Linked DNA regions of Pan troglodytes: region 1 is linked to region 2. Evidence: chromatin contacts called from public Hi-C data. All regions are on one chromosome and are shown on one strand. Each heading gives the region's core, a stretch centred on a gene start, on an enhancer-like site or on the middle of the called end of the contact. The rest is flanking DNA. Distances are from core to core; before and after follow the strand shown. Region 1 overlaps TPCN2 (two pore segment channel 2). Region 2 has its middle 32 kb from the start of MRGPRD.

Region 1 (5,896 bases), core at 614-3,113, 140 kb before region 2:
AATGAATAAGTAATAAAGTAAAAACTTTTTAAATCTCATAGCAAACAACTGTGCTGAATTCTTACTATTCTTAATAATTTTGGCTTTTCTATGTAGACATCATATTTGAGAATAAAGCATTACGTTTCTTCTATTGCTGTTTTTATGTACTTACATATTTATTGCATCTTAATGAGCCAGGACCCTCAGCAGCATGTAGATTTTGCTGTTGCTGATTGTAAAGGCCCTGACAGTGACAACTTCCATTTGGAAAGCTGTTTGCTGAAGGTTTTGGCAGCAGGGCGTCCACACAAGAGGGGCACACAGTGTGGGAGTCAAAGCCCCAGTCAGATGAGCAGGGCATCTCTGTGGGGAGTGGGTGGCAGTGATGGGAGGCTGGGGACATGCAGGAAAACTGACCCAATAATAGATTGAGGAGAATGAGAACCATTCCCAGAAAGGGCCTTACAGCTATGGAAAGAGAGAAAAACTGGAACGTACCCTGTGGTGCTGGGCTAAAATCGGAGGTATTAGTGTCATTCCCAGCTGTGAATAGATGAGACAGAGAGAGAGATGGAAGTACGTGCACATATCCTCTAGCTCTGTCCACTAAGAGCTCCCGGGCGCAGCAATCTGCAACAGCCAGGAGCACGCCTCGCACCCACATCCTGGTTCCTGATGCTACTCTCCATTCAAAGGAACAGGTCTCCTTAGAGCTGCAGCTCACTCCAATAAATGAAAGAGAAAGGGGCAGGCAGGTATAAAATAAGGCTTGAACATCTTTTTGCACCAGAAAGTAAAGAAACAGCTAAAGAACTGTAGGTACATAACAAAAAAAACACAAAAGGCAGAAGAAGGGGCTCCCACGGGCCAAACAAGCAGGACCTGAGCCTGAGAGTAAACGTCATAACAGACCACAGCCCTGAATACAAGAAGGGACCAGGATCCACACAGGTGGGAGCAAGGAAGGAAGGAAAAAGTAAAGGCAGTTTGACAGGGATGGGATATTGGCATCGCTTCACACTACCTCCCCACTCATTCATTACAAAGGGGTCGTTCACTGGGCAGTGGAGAAGCTGACCGTGGCCACCTTCACCAAGCAACAAGAGAGAACACCAGCAGGAGGCTAACTGCATTGGGCAGCCCCTGCCAGGAGGCAGTGTCCATCCTGTGACACTCCTAGACAAAATGCAGACCCAGAACCTACCACAAGGAAACGTCACATGAACACAACCTGGGAGCCATGGGCTTATCTCCAGAAGTGCCAAGGTCGTCTAAGCCCAGGGAGACGGAGCCACCGTCCAGGCAGATTAAGTCGCCATGACCACAAAGCCACGTGCGACTCACTCCTGACACGAATGCGGGTTGGACGCCGTCCCAAAGCACAGAGGGTGCAGGGCCAGAACGGCAACCACTCAAGTGACTCAGAAGGAAGCTTCTCTTTACTGTACTTACAACTTTTCTCCAAGTTTGCGGTGGTTTCCATATTGTTATTGTTATTATTCGACACGAGTAAAAAGAAACTCATGACCTTCTTCTCCTTGGACTCGCTCCTCTCCCCAATCTCGATACCGACTGCACTGTTGTTCGGGTCGCCCCCTCCCCCACCATCCCACAGGGGCTATGGCGTGGGCTCAGCACCTCTGAAGGAAAAGCAGATGAAAGAACTTGTGCCTCCCAGGCAAGAATGCACAGTGCAGGGGCAACCCTGGCAGGGCCCATCCCTTCCTGGTCCCGCTGAGCTTGGGCACAGACCGGGCACCAGGCTCGGTGTGGAGTGTGAGGGGGAGTGGTGTCCCCGGAGTTGTTTCTGGGAGTTGCTGGGTCCACCTTGCCTTAAATGTAGTCAACCAAGTCCCATCCCACCACTAGATGGCACCCAAACCTCAGCAGAAAGGGGGCGTGGGTTGGCCCCTGAAGTGAGAAAACCATTGGTCAATCTGGACCTGGCCTGCTTCAGGTGACAACAAGGCTTTCCACACACTGCTCGCTCGCCCCACCTCCCCAACCCAGGCCCCCTGCCACACACCTGAAGACACAGGAAATAAGGTCACCCATTGGCTTATACATGCCTTTGAGCAAAACAGAAAAGGTGCCCCTCACTGCAGGTAGACAGCCCCCCGCCAGGATACACCTCACAGCCATGTGCCCTTGTGCAATGCACAACCCAAGCAACCTTACTCAACAACCCTACTCCAGAGAAGCAGGACTAGAACTGTGCTGAAGTGAAGAATGACAATCCCATTCTTTGTAAGACTTATTGATGAAAATAACTGGCAATCAGAACCCTAAAGAAACACACCCAGTCACACTCATACAAGCCATGAAATAATAAAACACAGTCAAGGTTCTCTCCATGTCAAACCACCAGCATCCCCACCTGAATGCCCCGGAAGTCTGACGGTTAACCTGTGCAGGCCCTGGTCAGGCCTGTGGTCCCCAAGGGCCGCCGGCAGCAAAGGCACCACGGAAGCTGCAGGGGACAGGGGAGGCCGCTGCTTCTTGCATTTTTGTCTGAAAGGTCCCTGTGGAGTCGACGAGGGAATTCTCACTGAAGCAGCTATAAAAGAAAGCGGAGGGCACGGCGCCTCCCTGAAGCACCAGCAGCTGTTCTGTAGATGGTTGTTGGGCCACACGCAAAGGACTTGGTTCCTGTCCCCAGCTTAGTGGTCCGTCAGAGGAAAGGTCTCTTCCTGCCTGGCTGGCCACAGCATGGCCGCCTCTTCCATGACGGGCACCTGTGTAGGCCAGCCTCTCTCTCCTGCCGCCCCCGCTGGGACGGCAGCCCAGACGTCACCTGCACAGCCACAGGTGCGGGTGCTGGCTCAGCCTCTCTGTGAGCTCATCCTCCCCGGGCTCCTCCAGAATATCCCTGTGGAATTGAGGAAAGATGCACACAGGGGCCTCTAAAGGAGGGAGACCCTGGCCTGCCCACAAGAACAAGGGAGCAGAGCTTAGCAACACATGCGAAGTGAGTGTCACAGGGACACAGAGGCACGGGGACTCAGATGAGCCTCAGGATGGATGTAGCCACTAGAAATATCTACACGGCATTCTTAAAAGCCCAGGGGCCACGTCTTCCCACTGGCTGGCAGGACCGCAGGGCTTGGCTGCAGCAACTCGGCAGCCCCTGGTGGAAGGCACAGAGGCCCCACAGCAGGGCTGCCTCTGGGTGGTCACTTTTCTGGACTAGCAGAGGAACCATCTCAAAGCTGCCAGGAGAAGAGATGGGTGCGGTTTCCTCAGGTCCCTTGTTTACATCCAACAGGATCCAATGGACCCTGAAGGATGGTGCCTTAAATATGCCCAATCCAAGAGCAGGAGAGCAGGACAAAGGCTATGACGCCAGTGGCAGGAAGAAGAAGCCCTCCCGATCCCGGCTCTGAGCTGCTCTCCTAGAGCACAGGACCAAAGCCAGATAACCAGGCGGAGGGGGAGGACAGTCATCAGGGCCTGCCCGCCGCCTCAACCCCTCCACCCCCCAGCTCTTGGCTTCCCATCCCAGGGGGCCAGACAGAAGCGCCTTCCCCACCCACACACCTGAACAGGAGCTCCACAGTCATCTGGTAGGTGGCCTCTGGGGTCCCAGCAAGGGGCTGCAGGTGGCTGCGGGGGTCCCACTTGTGAAGGAAGTTCTGGCAAGCAGGAGGAGTGGCCAGTGAGTGTGGGCCCCGAGTGAAAGCAGCCTTGCCCCATCCCCGGCCCCTCCAGGGTCAGCCACAGGGCACCCACTGAGGGGGCTGAGCCATTCACCCTGGACACCCAGGCACAGGCCCCACGAGGCTGCTGGCTCCTCCTGGAGCCAATGTCCAAGTCCCTCCTTCAGCCCGACCTGGGGGCCTGAGAATCCCCACAGCCCAGATGTCAGGAGCACCCCCCAAGGCCCCAGCAGCCCAGATGTCAGGAGCACCCCCCAAGGCCCCAGCAGCCCAGATGTCAGGAGCACTCCCCAAGGCCCCAGCAGCCAGGGCGGGCAGCACTGAGCCCCACGGGAGGGGCTCAGCCTCACTCAGGACCCGCCTAACCCAGCACGACTCTCCCATCAAAGTTCCAGGCAGGCCCGGCCGGTGGCCTCAGGCCCATCGAAAGTGAATTAGAAACAAACGACCATGGAGAACAGCCTGGGTGGGGATCTCTGATACCTCCAGAATCAGGGCCAGAAACAGGTTGACCCAGATGACAGACGACACCAGCCACCACAATACAAAATAGATCTTGGACCACCTGCGGAGGACAGAGACCCACCCTGTGAACCACGATGAGCAAAGCAAGAGCACTCGATACAAACACCACTGCTGCGTGGCCAGGACAGCTCTCGGGCAGCCGGCCCACACACACCATGATGCAGAGCGCGTTACTATTTCCATCTCAGAAACAACCCAACTGAGGCCTAGAAACGTGCAACAAGCTGCCGAGGTAGCTAAGCCAGCAGGAGGCGGTGCTGGGATTAAAACCCAGGACCATCAGCTGGGGCCAGTCTGAGCTCTTCAAGCTCAGAGCTGAACTATCTCGTTCACTCAGCCTTCCCGGGGCTCCCCCACCCCCATGGAATTCCTCAGAAGCCCCAAACACACCAACGACCTCCAGGAGGTGTAAACCCAGAGTCACTGGCCACCATCCTGAGAGTCACGATGTGGCTATGCAGGGGGCAGGGACAAGGCGAGCCAGGATGCCACGCTGGCCAACTTCCCTGTCAAGGCCCGAGTCCCCGTCCCAGCCACGCTCCGGGCATCCAGTGCAGATGCAGCGTGCCCGGAGGTGAGGGAACCCCCAGGCTGCACGGAGAATCACTGCCGTCAGGGAGACGAGGACTCACGGGCCCGAGTAGCGCCGATACGCATCCAGAAACACCTGCCAGTTGTTCACCACCATCAAGTTCCACAGAGTGACCAGGGCAGCCTGCGGGGGCAGAGACCAGCGGTCCAGGAGGGCCCAGGAGGTGGGGAGGGGAGGAGCCCGGGGAGCAGGGTGCTGGGACAGGGCGCAGGGCTCACCGCAAAGTCATCGAAGTTGTTGGCCCAGTACTCCAGCTGCTCGAAGCTCCCACAGGGCACCGAGCCATTGGCAGGGGCCAGGCTGGGGAACACAACACACCTGGGTCAGGGGCGGGGGCTCCAGGTTCTGAGGCCTGATACCTTACACCCCTTTCCTCTGCTGGCGTGCTCAGCCTGGCCTGAAGGTCCAAATTGGGATACAGAGGCTCAGGGGGCAGGGAAAGTGCTGCTCTGCGCAGGCCACGAGAAATGTGTTTAGCAGACTCCAGGCAAGGGCTCCTAGGAGAGGTGCGGAGCGGAGGTGGAAATTGGGGGTGGGGAAAAGGGGGTGGAGGGAGGAGACGAAGGAACTGGGAGAACACCCTCCCATCCTGAGATGCTGAGCCCACTGAGGCCACCGCCAAGGCTTCCCGCCCACCCCAGCACCCCTGAGACACTCCCTGTGGCACCTCGGACCCCACCTCACCTGCTGTTTCCAGGAGAAGCCACAATGACGCCTCTAAACAAGTTGATCCCAATGATGGCAAATACGTAGTAGACCACCTGGCGGGCCAGGAGCCGGGGACTGGTCAGCCCCACCCATGGGTGCACCCGCCACCCCCCTCCCCAGACAGAACCGCAAAGCCAGAGGATGACTGTGAGGCCAGGACCCTCTGCCCAGGGCTGGGATTCCAGCCTGGCTGCTACTTCAAAACACACGCAGCTGGTCTCCCCCAGGGCTGGCGGGTCCACAGACACAGTGGGGCTCAGGCAGGCGTGGTCATGGAGCTCCTAAGGGAATTAGGGCCCTGCCCCCAGGTACCCTGGCAGCCACAGTTAGGGGACAGGCTGCCCGCCAACCCCAGGCCTGTCCCTAACATGTGTCAGCAGAGTGGAAGGGGTACACGCCTGGGCTAACCTGGTCCCCTTTCTGGGCCTCAGTT
Region 2 (5,310 bases), core at 1,750-4,249:
TTCTCAGTTCTCCTGCTGCAGCTTCAGTGCTGGGATTACAGGTGCCAGCCACCACATCTGGCCTCCTAAGAGTTTCTGAGTCTCAAGATTCTTAATCATACCTGCAAAGTCTCCTTTGCCATTTAAGGTAACAAATTCACAGATCCTAGGGATTATGACATGGACAGACAACGCTGGGGAGCTATTATTCTACCACACTGGGGAAAATGGCCTGCCCAAGAGGCAAGAACTCCAGACAGTGATATGAAAGGTTTTCCCCAACAAAATCACTGATGTCCTTGTAAGCTGACAATGAAACCACTAATCAACTCACCCTTCCCCCATCCGCACACCTAGAGCTTTCTGTGAGCTATTAGTGCTGTACTCTTAAATAAAAAGAGAGTCGGTTGGGCGTGGTGGCTCACGCCTGTAATCCCAGCATTTTTCGAGGCCAAGGTGAGCAGATCACGAGGTCAAGAGATTGAGACGATCCTGGCCAACATGGTGAAACCCTGTCTCTACTAAAAATACAAAAATTAGCTGGGCATGGTGGCATGTGCCTGTAGTCCCAGCTACTCCGGAGGCTGAGGCAGGAAAATCGCTTGAACCTGGGAAGCGGAGGTTGCAGTGAGCCAAGATCACGCCACTGCACTCTAGCCTGGAGACAGAGCAAGACTCCGTCTCAAAAAAAAAAAAAAAAAAAAAAAAGAGTCTGGCCGGACGCAGTAGCTCATGCCTATAATCCCAGCACTTTGGTAGGCCGAGGCAGGCAGATCACCTGAGGTCAGTGTTCGAGACCAGCCTGGCCAACATGGTGAAACCCCATCTCTACTAAAAATACAGAAATTAGCCAGGCGTGGTGGCTCATGCCTATAATCCCAGCACTTTGGGAGGCCGAGGCAGGCAGATCACCTGAGGTCAGGGTTCAAGAACAGCCTGGCCAACATGGTGAAACCCTGTCTCTACTAAAAATACAAAAATTAGCCAGGCGTGGTGGCTCATGCCTATAATCCCAACTATTCAGGAGGCTGAGACAGGAGAATCACTTGAACCCAGGAGGCGGAGGTTGCAGTGAGGGCCGGCAAGTCTCCCCGCTGCCCTGCACCTCTGTTTCCTCACCTGAAAACACAGACAGAACATCCACACCTCCCTCCCAGGGGGAGAGTGAGGGCCAAAGGAGACAGTTTTATAAAGAGTCTGGTTCAGAGGCTCGCTGCAAAGGCCTAAATCACTGCTGGCTTTTCAAGACATCCAGAGGACAGACTACCATGAAACCCCACATTTGCACTCCTAAGTAAGTAACCAGGAGAAGGAAAAAGACGTCCACATTAAAACTTGAACACAAATGTTCATAGCAGCATTATTCACAATAGCCAGAAAGTGGAAAAATCGAAATGCCTACCCTGATGAATGGATCAACAAAAAGCGGTGTGCCCACACAGCAGAATGTTATTCTGTCTTAAAAAGAAATGGCGAGGCCGGGCGCGGTGGCTCATGCCTGTGATCCCAGCACTTTGGGAGGCCAAGGTGTGCGGATCACCAGAGTTCAGGAGTTCAAGAGCAGCCCAGCCAACATGGTGAAACCCCGTCTCTACTAAAAATACAAAACAATTAGCTGGGCGTGGTGGTGCACACCTGTAGTCCCAGCTACTTGGGAGGCTGAGGCAGAAGAATCGCTTGAACCTGGGAGGCGGAGGTTGCAGTGAGCTGAGGTCACACCACTGCACTCCAGCCTGGGCGATAGAGCGAGACTCTATTAAAAAAAAAAAAAAAAAAAAAAGGAATGGTGAGCTGACACGCTGCAGCACCGATGAAGCCGAAAGACACGCTCAGTGAAGGAAGCCAGTCACAGAAGGCCACATGTTGTACAACTCTATGACAGGAAATGTCCAGAAGTGGCAAATCCACTGAGATAAAGTAAATCAGGCCAGGTGTGGTGGTTCATGCCTGTAATCCCAGCACTTTGGGAGACCGAGGCGGGTGGATTGCTTGAGCTCAGGAGTTTGAGACCAGCCTGGGCAACATGGTGAAACCCCATCTCTACAACAAATACAAAAATTAGCCAGGTGTATTTTTTAGCTGGGTGGCACATGCCTGCAGTCCCAGCTACTCAGGAGGGTGAGGTGGGAGGATCACTTCAAGCCAGGAGGTGGAGGCTGCATGCAGTCAGCTGTGATTGTGCCACCGCACTCCAGCCTGGGTGACAGAGTGAAACCTTAAAAACAGAGCTGGCACGGTGGCTCACACCTGTAATCCCAGCACTTCAGGAGGCCAAGGCAGGTGAATTGCTTCAGCCCAGGAGTTTGAGCAGCCTGGGCAACATGGTGAAACCCCATTTCTACAAAAAATACAAAAATTAGCTAGATATTGGTGGCGCATGCCTGTAGTCTCAGCTACAGGGGAGGATGAGGTAGGAAGATCGCTTGAGCCCAGAAGGTTGAAGCTGCAGTGAGCCATGATTGCACCACTGTACTCCAGCCTGGGCAACAGAGCGAGACCCTGCCTCAAAAAAGAAAGAAAATGTAAATCAGATCTTTCCCAGAGGCCCCCAGCCTCTGGGGGCCTCTCTCCTCTGTCCTCCACTCCGCTGTTCATTAAACAGAACCAGGTTCCCAGGTCCCCCTGGAATCAGGCTCCCAGGTCCACCTAGAATAGGCACAGGTCAAGGGGATAGGCTTGCCGTGACTGGCTGAAACCCCCAAAAGCCATTCCCTGGAGCCACACACCACACCTGGAACCACAGCTGGGTTCTCCTGGCCGGGCTGATGTCAGATGTCTCCCCCAGCAACCAAGGTGCAGAATGTACCAAGGTGTCATGACCTCTGTCAGAGAATCACACAGTTCTCCCAGCAGACAAGCGGGTACTGACACCTGTCATGAGACAGAGTGGGCCTGTGAGAGGAGGAGCTCAGCCCCTGTCCGGCTGACCCAAGTGACAGGAGGAACTCCGACCCTATCCGGCTGACTTGAAAAGGGCCAGGCTGAGAGCTGCATCCACCGCTGCTACAATGAAGACAAAGAGCTCCTACCCCAGGGGGGCTGCAGCCTTCCCTGCTTCTGCTCATGGCGAGGGGCCCCAGGTCTCAGTAGAACTGTCTGGTAGATGCCAATCAGGCTGACATCACTAGAAAACCCGGAATTCTGCATATACATGCATTTCCAGGAGTGTGGGACTTCTGGATAGCATATGTGCATTAAACAAGAAAGAAACACAATTCTTATTATTAAGAACATTTGGACAGTGCTTTGTGAGCCATTAAAGTCACTCGTCCCCCAAGCCAGAAGCGTGGGGATCTTCCCAGCCCCTCACCCCTGCAGGAGGCCAGTCTGCAAGTTCTGATGACTGAGCCCATGTATAATCAGCAGATGCGCCCCTGTGTACCCCACCTGACTCTGACTTCTCCAGACTATAGCTGCTGGCAGGTTTTCCACCTCAGACACCTCCTCAAGGCAGCCACCAGAGGGACTTTTCTAAGACACAAACTGGGCCAATTTCCCTCTCCTCACTGCCCAACTCTGGCTCACCCCAGCCCACAGCCACCGAGACCACACAGGCCTGGGATGGAGAAAGAACGTGGAGGACCCCAGACCCACTGGAAATCTGGCCTTTCCTTGGCACTTGCTGAAAAATGGGAGCAGCTGCGACCCCATCAGCTGCCTAACTGGAAAACCAGCAGGAATTGTCCTGTTCTGATTATAGAACCAACATTCATCATTGGAGAAACTTTTTTTTTTTTTAGCTATAAACGAGAGACCAAGAATCACACCAAATCCCAAAGATCAGAGGTGTTTACAATGGCCATACGCCTTCGTATCTTTTCTTTTTCTTTTTTTAATTTTAGAGCCAAGGTCTCACTATGTTTACCCAGGCTGGCCTGGGACTCCTGGGCTCAAGCGATCCTCCTGCCTTGGCTTCCTGAGTAGCTCGGACTACAGGTGTGCGCCACCACACCCAGCTCCATCCTTTCTATGCATATATGTGTGTTTGGCGTACGTTGAGCATGCTGATTTTGTAGTTTTATATCCAACTTTTGTCATTAAGCACTAACATTAAATGATTATGTAATATAATGTGATTATAAAATGATTCTACTGGTTGTTTACAAAGTATCTGCAAAGGGCCAGGTGTGGTGACTCACGCCTGTAACCCCAACACTTTGGGAGGCTGAGGTGAGAGAATCACTTAGCCCAGCAGACCAGTCTGGGCAACAAAGACCCTATCTCTACTAAAAATTTTTTTAAAAAATTATCTGGGCATGGTGGCATGTGTCTGTAGTCCCAGCTACTCAGGAAGCTGAGGTGGGAGGATCTCTGGAGCCCAGGAGGTCGAGGCTACAATGAACCGTGATTGTGCCACTGCACTCCAGCCTGGCCAACAGAGCAAGACCCTGTCTCAAAACACAAAGTCTCTGCAAAAGATAACTTAAATATTATAGAGCAACAGTCTCCAGCCTTTTTGGCACCAGAGACCGGTTTCGTGGAAGATAATTTCTCCATGGGCCAGGCCGTGGGGTGGCAGGGGGAATGATTTCAGGATGACCCAAGCGCATGACATTTATTGCACACTTTATTTCTATTATTGACATTGTAATATATAATAAAATAATTCTACAATTCACCATAATGTAGAATCAGTGGGAGCCCTGAGCTTCTTTCCCTGCAACTAGACAGTCCCATCTTAGGGTGATGGGAGACAGTGACAGATCATCAGGCATCAGAGTCTCATAAAGGAGCACGCAGCCTGGATCCCTCGCATGCGCAGTTCACAATAGGGTTCGCGCTCCTATGAGAATCTAACGCCGCTGCTGATCTGACGGGAGGCGGAGCTCGGGCAGTGACGCGAGCGTGAGGAGTGGCTGTAAATACAGATGAAGCTTCACAGGCGCACCCACCACTCACCTCCTGCTGTGAGGCCCAGTTCCTAACAGGTCATGGACCCGTACCCCTGGGACCCCCTGATCTAGAGAAACATCCATGTAAAGTTAGCGGATTGAACACACGCATCTACATAAGGCCACTAAATAAATTGATGCCACAGAATCACCTAAAGGCTCAGGAACTGGGGGCCTTGGGAGCCCAAGAAGTGGGGTGGGAAGGAGCTAAAATAAGGCGGGTGGATGGAAGTCTTTAAAAGAAGCAATCAGTCATGGAGACAGAAAATGAACAGAGATTCCAGGGGCTGGGGGGTTGGTATTTGATGGGGATGGAGTTTCCATGTGGGAAGATGAGAAAGTTCTGGAGACAGATGGTGGTGATGGTTGCACAATGCTGGGAATGTAAGGGATGCCGCTGAGTTGTACACTTGCTTACACAATGGTTAAAATGTTAAAT

The links. A called contact is a pair of places that touch in the nucleus more often than the background predicts.
Region 1: a contact with region 2 is called in a Hi-C map of induced pluripotent stem cells, with 4 times the contacts expected there. The contact joins two enhancer-like sites. A contact is called at or near these places in 3 of 7 Hi-C or Micro-C datasets (induced pluripotent stem cells and stem cell-derived neural progenitor cells).

What each region holds. Positions count from the first base shown.
Region 1 is chr9:71,134,673-71,140,568 of NHGRI_mPanTro3-v2.0_pri, reverse strand. All of the region lies in intron 19 of TPCN2 (two pore segment channel 2), which reads right to left. Among named protein-coding and RNA genes, the nearest start is that of TPCN2, 38 kb to the right of the region's middle. Within about 2 kb of position 1,863, at least 2 of the 24 cell types and tissues checked have an H3K27ac peak or open chromatin away from gene starts, as enhancers often do. A contact at or near this core is called in induced pluripotent stem cells, where this site is marked.
Region 2 is chr9:70,996,535-71,001,844 of NHGRI_mPanTro3-v2.0_pri, reverse strand. No RefSeq gene overlaps it. Among named protein-coding and RNA genes, the nearest start is that of MRGPRD, 32 kb to the left of the region's middle. Within about 2 kb of position 2,999, at least 4 of the 24 cell types and tissues checked have an H3K27ac peak or open chromatin away from gene starts, as enhancers often do. A contact at or near this core is called in induced pluripotent stem cells, where this site is marked.